2 separate regions of the Sus scrofa genome follow, and region 1 is linked to region 2. A link is a contact called in public HiChIP or PLAC-seq data. All regions are on one chromosome and are shown on one strand. The core of a region is the stretch at or near the end of the contact, and the rest is flanking DNA. Distances in the headings are between cores, read along the strand shown.

What was found. HiChIP or PLAC-seq counts read pairs in DNA pulled down with a chosen protein or histone mark.
Region 1: a contact with region 2 is called in an H3K27ac HiChIP or PLAC-seq map of alveolar macrophages. The contact joins the promoter of MPST here to the promoter of GGA1 in region 2.

What each region holds. Positions count from the first base shown.
Region 1 is chr5:10,748,370-10,751,545 of Sscrofa11.1, reverse strand. It overlaps MPST (3-mercaptopyruvate sulfurtransferase), which reads left to right and starts at 1,720. Exons shown (of 3, transcript XM_021091532.1): 1 at 1,720-1,808. It overlaps TST (thiosulfate sulfurtransferase), which reads right to left and starts at 2,282. Exons shown (of 3, transcript XM_005663810.2): 1 at 1,933-2,282; 2 at 182-797. The coding sequence starts at 776. MIR9819 (microRNA 9819) reads left to right here and starts at 1,936; the gene lies at 1,936-2,033.
Region 2 is chr5:10,212,349-10,215,150 of Sscrofa11.1, reverse strand. GGA1 (ADP-ribosylation factor-binding protein GGA1) reads left to right here and starts at 1,321. Exons shown (of 19, transcript XM_021091505.1): 1 at 1,321-1,756. The coding sequence starts at 1,714.

The sequences.
Region 1 (3,176 bases), core at 471-2,970, 540 kb before region 2:
TCGGGTGCTTAACCTACTGAGCCACAATAGGAATGCCTCTACCCTTTCATTTTACAGATGGGAAGACTGAGGTCCACATGGCGAGACAGGGGAAAACCTGGAGAGGGTCCCAGACCTCCTACTCCCTGTCTCTCCTCCAGGCATTGCTCCCCAGGGACCATTCTCCCACGGGGACACCTACCTACTGCATCTGGCTCCGGCTCCGTGCCCAGGTACCGCCCTTGAGCCCGAGAATCCACCAGCTGGAACCTCTTTGATTCGAGGTTCTCCAGCACCTGCTCGTAGGTCTTGAGCAGGGACCGGTCCAGTGTGGCTTTGAAGATGGCTGGCTCTGGGTGTGAGGGCTCAGATGTCACTGGGTGGCCCTCCTTCAGCCAGTTTCGGAAGCCACCATTGAGCACTGACACGGTGCGGTGGCCAAACACCCGGAACATCCACCACACCCGCGGCGCATAGAAGCTGCCCAGGTTATCACCATCATACACCACCACGTGCGTGTTGTTGCTGATGCCCAGGCGGCCCACGTAGTCAGCGAAGCCCGCCTCGGTGGGCAGCATCATCTCGTAGGGTGACTCTCTGTTCCGGCACTCCTCTATGTCAAAGAAGGACGCGCCGGGCACATGGCGCTCTAGGTATTCCTTGCGAGCATCGCGGGTGCCCGGCGAGTACCAGGAGGCGTCCAGCACTCGCAGGCTTGGCCCCAGCTTGCCAGTCCGGACAGACTCCGCCAGCCACTTGGTGGAGACCAGCGCCCGGTAGAGCACCTGCTGAACCATGGTTTCAGCTCTGCGTGTCACCTGGCGCGGGTGGGAATCAGGAAAGAGACCGGTATGAGGACCGTGGGAGCAGTGGGGTAGGGCCTGGGAGGATGAGCTTTGCCCCGCTGCACTCCCCCGGGGTGTCGTGTTTACAGCAAGCCGGCAGGGCTGCTGGCGTGCGGTGGGGTTAGGGTTGTAGGTTCCCTAAGGAAAGCCTGTTTCCGCGTCTCCTTGCGCCCCCTCCCGCGCAGAAAGAGGTGGGGCGAGAGCTTCTAAGGGAGGGTGTCTGGCCCTACAAGCTGCAATCCTCGCCCTCAAGATCTTGTTTGAAGGTGCCCAGGTTGACGGGAGAAGGCATCCTGGGCTTAAAGCCCCCTTCCTGGGACTGCAGGAGAGTGGCTGCATGGGGACGGTTCGCTGGAGCCCTGCACGCACCCGCGCCTCGCGTCTAGCAAACCTTCCTGCGGCCTCTCAGCAACATGGGCTCGCCCGCCTCCCGAACGCCCCAGTCCAGCCCGGCCCGGTGCCCTCTGCCCCGGTTGGGGCCAGGGTGCTTGGGGCAGACCGCCCCACTCTCCCCACCGGGACCCTCCCCTGGGTGGCAGGTGGTCCGGCCGGCGGCCCAACTCCGGGCGGCCCGGGCGTCTGCTGCCGCCCCACCCCGCCGCACTCACTCGCCCTCGCCGCCGCCCTGGCGCTCGCCCCTGCCCGCTGGAGAAGTTGGCAGGTTCAAACCCGGAGCCCTCAACTCCCCGGCCGGCCCACTCCATTGCGCCTCCACGCAGGGGGGATCGTGCGCCCCTCGCCCAGCTCCGCGCTCCCGCCGCGGCGCCGCGTCCGTCCCCCGGCCACCCGCCCGGCTCGCAGCGCCTCTTAGATGCTCCAGGATCCGCCGCGGGCGGTGGGCGGCGCGGAAGGGGCGTGGGGCAGGGCTCGGCGGCTCGGGCCTCCCCCGCTCCCGCCTGGCCAGTGGAAGGCGCCGGCAGCCCGGGCTCCGAGTGGCCGCAGCAGTGGGCTGTGCCGTTGTCTCCTCCCTTTGGCCGGCAGCAGGTTGGTGACGGGAGGAGGGGACAGCTGCGGGCGCGGGGAGGGGGCGCTCTGCGCCGGGCAATGGCCGAGCCCGGAAGCCAGGATCCCGAGATTCGGGTGACTGCGGGGGCGGCGTGGCGCTTGCCTTTCTTTAGAGGGAGCTCGATCGTCCGGATGCTCAGCCTGGGACGTCCCCCCGCCGCCCCGGGGCCAGAGCAGAGCTGGGGGCTGCAGCCTAGCAGGGAAGGCGCGGCCCTGGCTTCACCCTCAGGATGGCTGTCCGCAGCAGCTGGGGGAGGCCGGCAGAATGGGGTCGGGCTGAGTGGCCGCGGGAGGGGGACCTGTGGAGGATGGTGTCACCTGGTGCCACCAGAGAGGGTAGGAGGGAGGGAGTAGGGCTCATAAAGCCGGAGAAGCCTGGGAGAGGAGGCCAGCTGACCCAGAGGCTCCGGGGAGGACAAACTGGCAAAGAACTTGCTGGAGCGAAAGGAAACTAACATTTGTCAAGGCCTGCTTGGTGAGGAACTCCGCAGGGTGCTCCTCCCCCGGGTGTCACTTCCCACAACAACCCTGCGGGTGTCACTTCCCACAACAGCCCTGCGGAGTAGGTCAGAAACTTAATTTAAACACCAAAGAGAGAGAACCAGCGGGTTGCCCAGGGGCACACGAGGTGAGGCGGAGACCAGGCTATCGTTAATCTTGGATCTTAAGCTCAGGAGGCTAGGGCTGCTTTTTTTTTTTTTTTTTTTTTTTTTTTTTTGTCTTTTTGCCATTTCTTGGGGCGCTCCCGTGGCATATGGAGGTTCTCAGGCTAGGGGTCCAATCGAAGCTATAGCCACCGGTCTACGCCAGAGCCACAGCAACGCCAGATCTTTAACCCACTGAGCGAGGCCAGGGATCGAACCCGCAACCTCATGGTTTCTAGTCGGATTCGTTAACCACAGAGCCACGACGGAACTCCTAGGGCTGCTTTTGTGTATCTTGCTCATCCCGGAAGCCTTATGCTTAAAACAAACAAACAAACAAACAAACAGAACACAAAAAAACAAAAAACCTGCATTTGTATTCAATCTTTACGTAAATTAATGTTTTTAGCATGGGTGTGTTAACTGCTGGAACACCACTGCCCCTGACTTTTTTTCTTTCTTTCTTTTTCTTTTTTTTTTTTTTGGTTTCTTAGCCAAAAAGCAGCATATGGAAGTTCCCAGGCTAGGGGTCTAATTGGAGCTGTGATTTGACCTATGCCACAGCCACAGCAACTCAAGATCCGAGCAGAAGCTGCGACCTACACCACAGCGCATGGCAATGCCAGATCCTTAACCCGCTGATCAAGGCCAGGGGTGGAACCTGCAGCCTCAAGGATACTTGTCAGGTTCCTTAAGGCTGAGC
Region 2 (2,802 bases), core at 72-2,571:
GCTGCAACCGGAGCCAAAACAGTGACAACCCCGAATCCTTAACCCACTGAGCCGCCAGGAAACACCTCAATGCGTGTTGATTGAACACTTATGTGCCAGTTATTCTTTCAAGCCTTGAGGATACATCGATGAACCAAATAGATGAAATTCCTCGTCCTCACAGAGCTTACCTTCCAGTGGGGGCAAGAGACAAAAGACACGATGAAGAAAAGAAGTAATCAGTGGAGACAGGTGCTAAGGAGAAAAGTTCAGCCGAGACAGTGAGTGGGGAGCCTGTGTTGGGGGGATTCACTTAGCAAACACTGGTTCACTGAATTCTAACAAGAATGATTCAGATGGGAAGTCTTGAGATCCAAGGAGGCTAAGTGACTTGTCCTAGGGCAGTTTGGAAAGCAGCGAGGTCAGAATTTGAACCCTGGTCAAATCTCTGCTCTCTTTAAAACGTGACCCTGGACAGACTGCATGTGCCCCTAAATCAGTGCGGTAAATGTATTATTTCTGTAACAATTCATGTCACAGTAATAAAAGAAACAAACGAAAAGAGCTCTAAGTACATATTATGTTACAGCTTTTATTGAGGAATGCAATAAACATACATATCACTTTCCTGTATAATTTTAATGGTTTGTGGGGGAGAGTTGAGAAAAGCATCTCGGTTTGCTGAATAGTTGAGTTTAGGGGAAAAACTGACCCAAGCACATGCCTCTCAAACTCCCTGATGAGGTCACCTCGGTTCTGCAAGGTGAATCGAGGTCGCTTGCGAAGGCAACGGCTGAGCAGAACCGGATTCGCCAGATTCCCTTTAACCCTCCAGGAGACAGGGAGGCTCCCGAGCACACCACGGGTCAGTTCCCCGGAAGGCCGCCAGGGGGCGACAGAAGGAAACGGACCCAGGTGAGCTCGTGACGTGCCCCGGGGCCTGGAAACTGCGGGGTGCATGAAATGATCTCAGAATGAATGCAGGAGATAGCACGGGGTTCGGGCTTTGCCACTTGTGTGACCTCAAACGATCCGGTTCATTGGTTTGTTGTGAGGAGTAAATAGAAAAATGTGTAAAAGTTCTCAAAGGAGTTCCCTGGTGGCTTAGCCGGCTAAGGATCCCCTGTTGTCACTGCTGTGGCGCAGGTTCAATACCTAGCCTGGGAATTTCCACATGCTTTGGACGCAGCCAAGGGGGAAAAAAAAAGTGCTTAAAACGATGCTTGGACAACTGTAAACACTCAATAAACTTTAACGGCCCAAGTAAGTCGTTGCCCTTTTAAGGCCCCGCCATGTTTACATCTAAGCGGAAATACCCGCTCAGGATTCCGGAAGTGACCTAAGAGCCCCTCAAAAAGATGGCGGTGGAACGTTCGGCCGGAAGCGGTCACAAGCGTTTTCGTGACGCGAAACGAATTAGAGCGTCCCGCGGGGTTTCCATGGTGCAGCTCTCAGCCCCGAGTCCTTCTGCTTCCTCTCCGGCCTGAGCGCTGTGGACGAGGAGGCCGGCAACCCGTTCCTCCCCCCGCAGTCGCCGCTTAGGGGAGGGGTTGGGCGAGCAAGTGACGCTCTAGGCGAGTAGTTCTCGTCTCTATGGTGCTGAATGCTCTCACGCTCCGCTCTCGCGCGTTGGGACGGACGTTGCCCCTTTAATCGGCCGAGGGCGGTGCCGAGGAGGTCCCGCGAGAGCGGCGGGGGGCGGGGGGCGGTGCCGAGGCTGGGGGCCCGTGGCGGATGGAGCCCGCGATGGAGCCGGAGACTCTGGAGGCGCGAATCAGTGAGTGTCCGGGAGGGGCGCGGGCCGGACCGGAACCGGAACCAGGGGCACTAGGCGGGCCCCTTCCCGACGGAGGCGGGGTACGGGGCGCCCCCTCCTCACGCCCCGCCCCCGGCCCGGGGAGGGACGGTGTCCCAAGCCGGTACCTCAGACTCTGGGTTGAATAGAGACCCCAGCAGGTGCGCGGACTGGCGACGCGAGCGGGCGCCGCCTACCCTTCCGATCCGAGGGCAGCGACCCCCAGGGAGGAGTGAGCTGCGCCCCTCTCTGTGCCCAGAACCTCCGGGATGGAGAAAGCAGCCTCCAACCCCCTCGGGCCCAGACTTCAACGCGGAACGGACGCCCTAGTCTTTCCAAGGAGCCCGGGATGGTAGCAAGCGAGCAGCCCCTGGGGCTGAACCTCAGACCCAAGAGGGAGGGATCCTGCTCCCCTGGAACCCCGAATCCTCCGCTTTCTGACGCTGCATGCGTGACTCGCTCCTATCCATTCCTTGAGCTTGCATCTCCGCTCAGATTTGCTCGTTCCCCCACCCAGGAAGGGAGGGTCCACTAACCCATGAGAGCCCCCGAGTTCTGGCCACATAGTGAGAAACCCCTAAACCCTACAGGTTTGAGTCCGGTCTCAGACTCCAGAAGTAATTTCAAGGTCTCTATCCCTGCCCTCAACCCAGCCCCTTGGCTTCTGCACCCTCACCAGACTCCTTTCCCAGCCCTCTCCTGGCTTCCTCCAAATGCCTCTGCATCCCCTCCTGTGTCTCTTCCTAATACCTGGCTTTCAGAGTATCAGCCGCTACACGGTCCACCTGACCTCCCTATCCCACACTACAGAAGCTTTTCAGCTCTCACAACCCCTCAAAGCATGGCTTGCTTCTCCCCGGGCTGGTGACAGCTCCCTCTCAAGTCTTTCTTCCTGTTGGGCCCACATCTGCCACAGGACCTCGGGGCAGCCTCTGCTCAGGTCTACCTTCAGTTCAGCCTCCTGGCCTCAGGCACACCAGGGAGCTGCCCAGGGTGTTGGGGGGCTATGATCAGCCCCTTTGAAGCCA